2 separate regions of the Mus musculus genome follow, and region 1 is linked to region 2. A link is a contact called in public HiChIP or PLAC-seq data. All regions are on one chromosome and are shown on one strand. The core of a region is the stretch at or near the end of the contact, and the rest is flanking DNA. Distances in the headings are between cores, read along the strand shown. Region 1 holds the start of Tmem192 (transmembrane protein 192). Region 2 overlaps Cpe (carboxypeptidase E).

What was found. HiChIP or PLAC-seq counts read pairs in DNA pulled down with a chosen protein or histone mark.
Region 1: a contact with region 2 is called in an H3K4me3 HiChIP or PLAC-seq map of stem cell-derived neural progenitor cells, with 2.9 times the contacts expected there. The contact joins the promoter of Tmem192 here to the enhancer-like site in region 2. A contact is called at or near these places in 5 of 39 promoter capture datasets (the 3T3-L1 cell line, cranial neural crest, embryonic stem cells and 2 more), 1 of 15 datasets of contacts at CTCF or cohesin (the NIH/3T3 cell line), 1 of 484 Hi-C or Micro-C datasets (cerebral cortex) and 11 of 115 datasets of contacts at active chromatin or transcription factors (the 230-238 cell line, bone marrow-derived macrophages, embryonic basal ganglia and 5 more).

What each region holds. Positions count from the first base shown.
Region 1 is chr8:64,945,407-64,949,644 of GRCm38.p6, forward strand. Tmem192 (transmembrane protein 192) reads left to right here and starts at 1,779. Exons shown (of 6, transcript NM_028427.3): 1 at 1,779-1,927. The coding sequence starts at 1,901.
Region 2 is chr8:64,655,875-64,660,058 of GRCm38.p6, forward strand. The region is part of intron 1 of Cpe (carboxypeptidase E); the gene reads right to left. Among named protein-coding and RNA genes, the nearest start is that of Cpe, 35 kb to the right of the region's middle. Within about 2 kb of position 1,882, at least 40 of the 459 cell types and tissues checked have an H3K27ac peak or open chromatin away from gene starts, as enhancers often do. A contact at or near this core is called in cerebral cortex, embryonic basal ganglia, embryonic forebrain and 2 more, where this site is marked.

The DNA.
Region 1 (4,238 bases), core at 529-3,028, 290 kb after region 2:
ACACTCATTACATCACACACAAACAGGCACATGCTCAAGCATGCACACACACATTTCACATTGCTGCCTTGCAATCAGAAAGGGGACTAGCTGGGAAAAGAAAGGGAATGAGTGGGAGGGGGCAAGAGAAGGCAACGGGCGCTGTATATAACTAAAATACCTTATACACACACGTATGAGAATGCCATAATGAAACCTGTTATTACATATAATTAACAGACGCCAGTAAATGCTCATTTAAAAGAGTAAAGGCCAGTTAAAAGTGTGCAGTACATAAGGAAATGTCCTTTGAGGATTTCAGGGCTGTTCCTTCCCAGGGTCTGTGGAGAAGCTGGTTGTAGAGAGGAAGGAGCCAACATGATTCAGCTAGCTGTTCCAGGACACGAGGACAGGCATTCTTTCCAATGGACAAGTCTAGTCACTGTCCTTGGGGCCCAGTCTGCTCGGCGTTGATGACATCTTTGCCTTCCAATTCCTCTTCAACCACAGACCTTGAGGACTCTTCCTCAAATCTCTCTTCATTCTTCATGAGATATCTCGTGTAACCCAGGCTTGCCTCTAACGCACTATAAAGCAAAGCCTGGCTTTGATATCACGATTCTCTTGTCTCCTCTAAGACCTGGGACTACAGGTGTGTGCCACCACACCCACTTCCCCAGTTGGATTCTGTGTGTGTGTGTGTGTGTGTGTGTGTGTGTGTGTGTGTGTGTTTAAAACTTGGCCTGCAGAGATGGCTCAGTGCTTAAATGCACTAACCACTCTTCCAAAAAAAACCTGGGTTTGATTCCCAGAACCACTGTCTAACTCCAGTGTCTCATCTGGCCTCCCTGGGCAATAGGCACACACACAGTGCATAGCCACACATGCAAATAAAACACTGAAATGCATAAAATAAAAGCATTTTAAAAATACTTTGTATATAAAACAAAACAACTCATCCGTTGCGATGATGCACACTAGCGATGCCAGATTTCACTGTGTGAAGGCAAGTGGATCAGGAACTGAAGGCCCGTTTCAGTGCACATCAATTTCTAGGTCAGTGTGAGCTACTTGAGACTTTGTTTTAATTTTTACAAAAATGAGGACTGGGCAATGAATGGCTTTTGCTGTCAAGTCCAGGATTCACATAGTGGAAGAACTGACTTAATCTTGGGTCAAGTGTGGCGGCTCATCCGAGCATTCCACTAGGCAACAAAGACAGGCGAATCTCCGAGGGTTCAGTCTGGTCTACATAGTGAGTTCCGGAACACGTAGCGCTATGTAGAGAAACCCTGTCTCATAAAAACAAAACTGAAACCAAAAATAATCAAAGGACAGAAAAAGAAGAGATGGGGAAGGGGAAAACAGAAACAGAATACCTTAAAAAAAAAAAAAAACTACAGAAATTTCCTGTGGAGACATCTGTAAATCGTGTTATAGAAATTGGAATCTATTCTAATTAAGTCCCTCTACAGGTGGAATTGCGATTTTTACTGCGTCTTTTTCCAAACAGAGCTATCTATATTGTTGCAAACAAAAATTGCGCCAACAGAAATAAGTTAATATTCTAAAGAGAAGTAGTTTACTTGGTTTAAATGGTTGCTCGAGAAATTCATCCTTTAATTTCCAAATCTCTGATAAATGGATGAAGCAACAGTTTAGGGGAAACCCCAAAACAACCGCCTGGGCTACACTGCAGCTCAAAGCTGGAGTCTGCAGGGGGGGCCACGCCCCTGGCTGCTGATCGGCTGATCTAGGTGGAGGGGCGTGGCCTTCGGCGGCCGGGGCGGGGCGAGCGCAGAGTGGGTGTGTCCGAGGCGGGGCGCGCAGGTCCTAGTAGGTGCGACTGTCCCGGGCCGTCGGCGCCCGGGCGCTGGTGGAGAGGTCAGGCTGGCGGGGCATCGGCCCGCGACGGCGGGTCATGGCGGCGGCCGGCCGGCTGGAGGACGTGAGTGAGGCGCCGAGCCCTGTCCCCGCCATTCGGCTTCCTGTGCTGGGCTCAGGGGGCGGAGACTGCGGGCTAGGAGCTAACCAGAGCCGCAGCGGCTCGACCATCGGGGACGCAGGGTGCGGGGTGACGCGACGGGCGGGGACCGCGGACCCCGGGAACGTCTTCCTGAACGATCGGAGGGACACGGCAGGGTGGGCGTGCGGGACCCTTCACTCGGCGGCTCACGTGCAGTGCGCGTCTTTGGTTCCGGAAATGGGAGCTTCACGTGATGCGAGCTGGCTTGATCTGTCCTTCCTGGGAGAGACTGACAGGCGGGCTTGCAAGCCCGGGTGACCCGGCTTCTGTGGGCCCTCCTGCGTTGGTCGGAGAGCACCCGGAACTTGGAGTGACTCTAACCTCCAGCATCCCTCGGGCGGACTTGTAGCTCTCATCTCCCGGAAACGCAGATTGGCGCATAACAGTTATCATGTGCTGTTTTGAATGTAGGCATGATAGGAACAGTGCTTGGTTGCTTTAAAAAAAAAAAGTATTCGGTTGCCCAGTTCATGATGTAGCCATTATAGAATAATACAGTTGCAAAAATCTTGAGTTTGCAAGCTCATTAAGACACTGATTTATTTGAAATTGGGTGTGGGGCGGGGGAAACACTTTGGGAGGAAACATGCGTTTGTTTCCAGAACAAACTGTTTTGTCCAGTGGCATAATACAATTCCTGCCCTTGAGAAATGCAAGGCTGACATTATCTTAGCACAGTGACCTGAGCTAATAACTAATAAAAACATTATCATGGTCTTAGTATAAAAGTACATCAAAATAATAATAATAATAATGATAATAATAATAATAATTAATAATAGCAAGGTTCCAGAACTGTAAGGGCTTAGATTCTTGTGTGTTTGGGTCCTGCAGTCATTTATTTATTTATTTGTTTATTTAAGACTTGCTATGTAGCCCTAGCTGGCCTGGTACTCATTATATAGCCTAACCTGGCCTCAGATTTGCCTATCTTCCCTGACTCAACCCATTTTAATGCTAGGATGATGTAGCTAGTTACATTTTCTTGATGAAATATGTTTCTAACAGCAGGACTAATCTAGTTATTTTTCAACTGAGAAAATGGGAAAGCAACTACTACTTGGAAACTTAATACTTAGGCCTCTCATGGAGGGCAGTCTTGTAGCTGCCCTAACCAGACTAATCCTGGCACTATGTCATGCCATATGGCCACCTCTACCTCTCTGCTCAGCTCTGGTCCTGTTTACCCCCTTGTCTGCTGGCTGAATCCCTCACCTCTGATTTCTTCTCCCAGAATCCCTTTCTCTCCTGGAAAAGCCACCCTCCACTTCCTGCCTAGCTCTTGTCTCTCCTCTCCTTATTACAGCCAATCAGATACGATTCTAGATCAGATGGGGAGAATGAATATTTACAAAATAGAAACCCAGTAATGGGCTGTAGAAATGGCAAGACCAGGATTCTGCCAGCATTTAGCTCTCTGCTGGTCCAGAATTAGCAATTGGAAACACAGAGACACACCTTCACAGAATGTACCCCAACTTGAATATGCTGCTGTTTCCTTACCTGAGATCTGTCGTCTACAAACGGCCTTTTGTTGTATGACTACCATCAGACCAAGAGAGGGAGAGGGGAAATATTTAAAGATATTCCCACATGGATTTTTGTTTTTTGTTTTTTTGTTTTTTTTTTTACAGGCTCATACTAGGTAACTCAGGCTAGCCCCTGGCTTACAGTAATCCTCCTCCTGAAGCCTCCTACATGCTGGGATTATAAACAGCACATGCCACTATACCTGGGTCCCAGTAAGGCTTAATACAGCATAGACATCAAGTCCCCAAAGGAAGCAGTTACTGGGGGAAGAAAATGAAGAGACAGTATTGAGGTCAAAACAATAGCTGAGTTCTTTGGTAGTAACTCACTCGATCATAAGTCATGGCAATGGGTTGGGCGAACGTGGTAGAGTTCTTGCTCGTTTAGCATCCACACAACCCTGAGCTCAGTCTTTAGCACCACATAAACCAGGCATGGTAGCACACACCTGTGGTCCCAGCACTGAGGAAGTAAGGGGAGGGAATCTTAAATTCAAGGTCACCCTTGGCCTTAGGGAGTTACAGACCAAAATAGAGGAAGTGAAGGAATGATTTGAGGTTCTGGGGATGTAGTTCAGTGTTAGAGCAGTTGTGTAACACACATGAGGTCCTAGGTGTGGGGTGGGGGGAGACTTGTAAGAAGATAGAAAAGTTGATTGATGAATTGATTGAAAATGATTCAAGCCAGGCAGTGGTGGCTCACT
Region 2 (4,184 bases), core at 632-3,131:
ACTAAGCTTTATGTGGGCATATTTTGTAATACATGGATTGACAACAGTACTGAAACTGGGAGATGCAGGAAAATGCTGCACTACCATTCTCCAAGGAGGACACCCCTCTGAGCCTTTGTGCAGTTCACCTGTCAATCTGTCAATCAATCCGCACTACATGCAGAGCACAGAAATCTGGCAATAGCCAGTGTCCAAACAAAGTGCTGGGATAGCGCCAGAGATGCTCAGGCCAGGCATGAGGGCCTACCGCTAATCCCAGCACTTGGGAGGCAGAGGGAGGAAGATCTGGTCTACATACTGACTTTTGGCTGAGCATTTAAGAGTCCTGAACTCCGAATATGCAGACGCTTTTCTGTAAAAGTTTACTGCTGCCAGCTTCGAGGTTCTCATGAAGAGGCCTACTCTGGAGGAAGAGGCCAGGAGATTTCTATGAGATTCTGGCCAGCTGTGTCTACATGGTGAGTTCCAGGCCAGTCAGGGCTACAAAGTAAGACCCTGTCTCAAAAGAAGAAAAAAGAAAAGAAAGAATCAATATGAAAGAAAGATTACGTAGACATTTTAATATTATAAGTGTATTTATACTTTGTTTACTTGGGAAATGGGCCTACAAGAGACCCCGGACATGTGGAAGCCAGAGGACAGGAGTCAGGTTTTGCCATCTACTATGTAGGTTTCAAGGATTGAACTTGTAATACCCCCTTTGGGACCCCCACTCTAGTCTCGGGAGAGAGAGAGCACCCAAAGAAACAGGAGAATCCTTTCTTGTTGTAAACACATGAGGTAGTTTAATGGCGGAGCTCCAGGTCGAAACGTATCTTACACAGGAGACAGTGGATTCGACCCCGAGGCTAGAAAACTAGGGGGTTTTATGGGGTAAAGGGCTTAGTGGAGAATTCAGCAAAGCAACAAACTATTGGCTTATTCAAACATCAGCAGAAAAATTACATGTACGTGCAGGGTGTCAGAGTTCTGTAAGTTATTGACTCAGTTCAGATAGCCCTGATACGTCTTCACATTCCTCTTTATCTTCATGGTCAAGCTGTTCCCAGGAATGTTTTAACTACGGGGCATGCCCGGGTTTGTTTTTCTTTTTTTCTCAGCCCCAGGCAGCCTCTAGGCTCACAAATAACCAGCAATTTCTGAGTACTTTATATGACTTACAGGTCTTGAAATTTTACCTTTCTTTCAAACTCAAGTTATCAGTCTTGGAAGTAAATACCTTTACTCACTGAGCCATCTCATCAGCTCCTCCAGATACATACACAAAAATGAGTTGCTTGCCTTTCATCCCAGCACTCGAGAGACAGAAGTAGACAGATTTCTAGAAGTTTGAGACCAATGTGATCTATATAGCAAGTTCCAGTCTAGCTAGGGCTACATCGTGAGATCTTGTCTCAAAATAAAGTCAAAGAAAACATTAAAATACTCTAGAAAACAGTAGTAATGACATTTTAAGAGAACAATATTCAAAGATAATGTCATAGCCTCAGTTGCTTTTTCAGTTTGAATATAAAAATAAATGAACCAAACCACTTTTGTAATATAAAAGAGATGGAAAAGTTCCTCTTTAAGGGTGAGTCATGGCTAAAATATATGTGGTAAACAATCAGGACAAAAAAACAGTGACCTGAATAAATAAACTTCAATACTCCTCATATCAAATAACAAAGAAGTGGAGAGGCAAGTCTCCCTTTGCTATTAAAGAAGAACATCAAAGTCGCCCAGAGTCTTCCTCTACACAAGTAACGTCTTACTTGTGACGTTCTTGGAATCACTAAATCGACTTCAAACGTTCTTTCCCCTTTCACTTAAACCCTTCTCAGATCTTTTCTTATGCTAATGTGTTCTTGGAATCCTCAAGTAGGGTATTTAGTACAATTTCCCAAGCTAACTCGCCCCACTTTTTAAGAATTCTGTGGAGAATGGCTTGTGAGGTGCAGAGCGAGATAAACCTCTTACAAGGCTACAAAAGAAAAGAGAAAAACAAACAAACAAACAAACAAAAAAAAACAGTGAACTAGGTTAGAAACAAGAACATGGAAATAATAAATGGAGGGAAATAGTATATAAGTAGATGCTACCCAGAAGTGCAGACATTTAAGGTGCGGGACTACGGTCCAAGGAAGCAGGAGCTATGAGGACCAGCTCCGCCAGCTACAGAGTGAGCCCCACTTCAGACAGAATATTAAGTGGGAAGAGAAGGCAGATCAAAAGATAAGTACATGAAGTTCAGATCCTAGCCTGGGAAGCCAGGCAAGGCAACCTTCTTCCCAGACCCTCAAAGTGCCTTATTGAATCCATAAAACACACTGAGGACAGACAAGTTAACAGAAACAGCTGCAGGGGAACCTGCAAATGCGTGGGAATTGCAGAAAGTGTGGAGCCCAGAGAAGTGCCAGATGGCTGGCATTTAAGCAGCATTCTGAGCTACAGCAAGTAAAGGCTCTGTTCTTGCTGCTGGGTGGTGGAGGAAGGCCTGTTGTGGGAGTGGGCACCAAGGCTGATAGAATTACAGTGCAGCAAAGTACCTGGTAGATGGCACAGGGCAACAGAAGACCACGGCATTCCAAAATCCAGAGAAACCCCTTTTGGTGGTTTGCAAAAAATATATGAAAAATATGTCAGGTGTGCTGAGGCCCGCAACCTCAGTGCTTGGGCAACCTAGCCAGGAATTATGAGGCAAGCTACATATTGACCTCAAATCCAGTCTGAGTTACATAGCAAGGACCTGCCTCAAAAGCAATTGTGTGCTGGGGAGGCGTAAAAGAATTCACCCGTGGTAGAAATCAAAATATTATCTGCATAGGAATGACTGAGCCACATTGCCACATTAGCAGACCTGATACAGTTTTTAAAGGAAGAAAAATGTAAAATATTTTCACTTTTCCAAACTCATACCTTGGTATATTTTCACTCAAAAAATAGAGAAAAGATTTGTCTCATGATGAAGGGCACAAGCAACCATGACTAGCATTTCCTACACCCTATTCTAACATTCCTTTCTGAAGATGAACAGGGATAGGCATAGAAAACAACCATGAATGTGTAAAGCATTTACTTCTACAGTCGGAAGCCTATTACTTCTACCTTAGCAGCCAAGGAGGACACTTTATTGCATGAAGATGATCAAGAAGCATTTAATGCGATTCCAATGGCTTTCATATCCGTCACACGATACAGTCTGAGTCACAATCTAAGCAGAACTTCCATGCTGATGGAATGACCCAGGCCACATTTCTTGCTTCAGTCACAAATACACTGGTACTTAACATTCTGTTACCGTGTTACCGTCCTTCCTTGCCGCACTAGCAAAGGGGTTTCATTTCTCCGCAAAGCCGCAAACTACAGATAGGTGATTTCCTAGTGTGTGATTTTTATCACAGTCACCCCTCTCTGAGCACTTCCTGTTACCATCTGTCTCTTTGAGGGCTAGCATGCACTTTTCCTGGCTTATTTCTCATCAGTCTGCTGTCTGGCATTTTCTCTGGCCTTCTGGGATTTTGGAGAGCTGCTCTAGTCTGTTTCACTCTGAGCTGTTCCCACTCTTGTGTGTCCTAATTCTTCCAACTAGTCTGGAATGCCAACCAACAGGCCTGGTTCTCATTCATACAATGTTTGCAACATCTTTACCTCCTGATATTCTCTCTCCCTCCCTCCCTCCCTCCCTCCTCCTCCCCCTCCCTCCCTTCCTCCTCCTCCCCCTCCCCCTTTCTCTCTTTCTTGACAAAGTCTCTGGCTGAATTTGTAGCTCACCCCAGAGATCCTCCTGGTTCTGTCTCTCCAGCAGTAGATTTCTTTGGGTGTTAGGGGTCCAAACTCAGGTCCTCACCACACAGCAAGCACATTACCTACTGAGTCATCTCCCCAACTTGTGTTTTTAAAACATCACCTTCACACTATTCCTCATTAGTTTTAGGAAAGGCTTAGAGAACAAACTCTCAGATCCCTTAGAACTCATGCCCAAGGCTACATATGTCAGCTGCTTGTGAATTTGATCCTTGACGTCTTTCATAACTCTCACTTTCTGAAATACTCTTCGCATAAGAAAACAACCAAAACTGTCAAGTTTTGTTAATACTGAACAGTAGTAAATGATTCATGGTCCACACCTCTCTCGCTTGCTGTAAATTATCTCATAGGTGTTCGCCATATCCTAAGTATGGCTCCAGCAACTGGGAATTCAG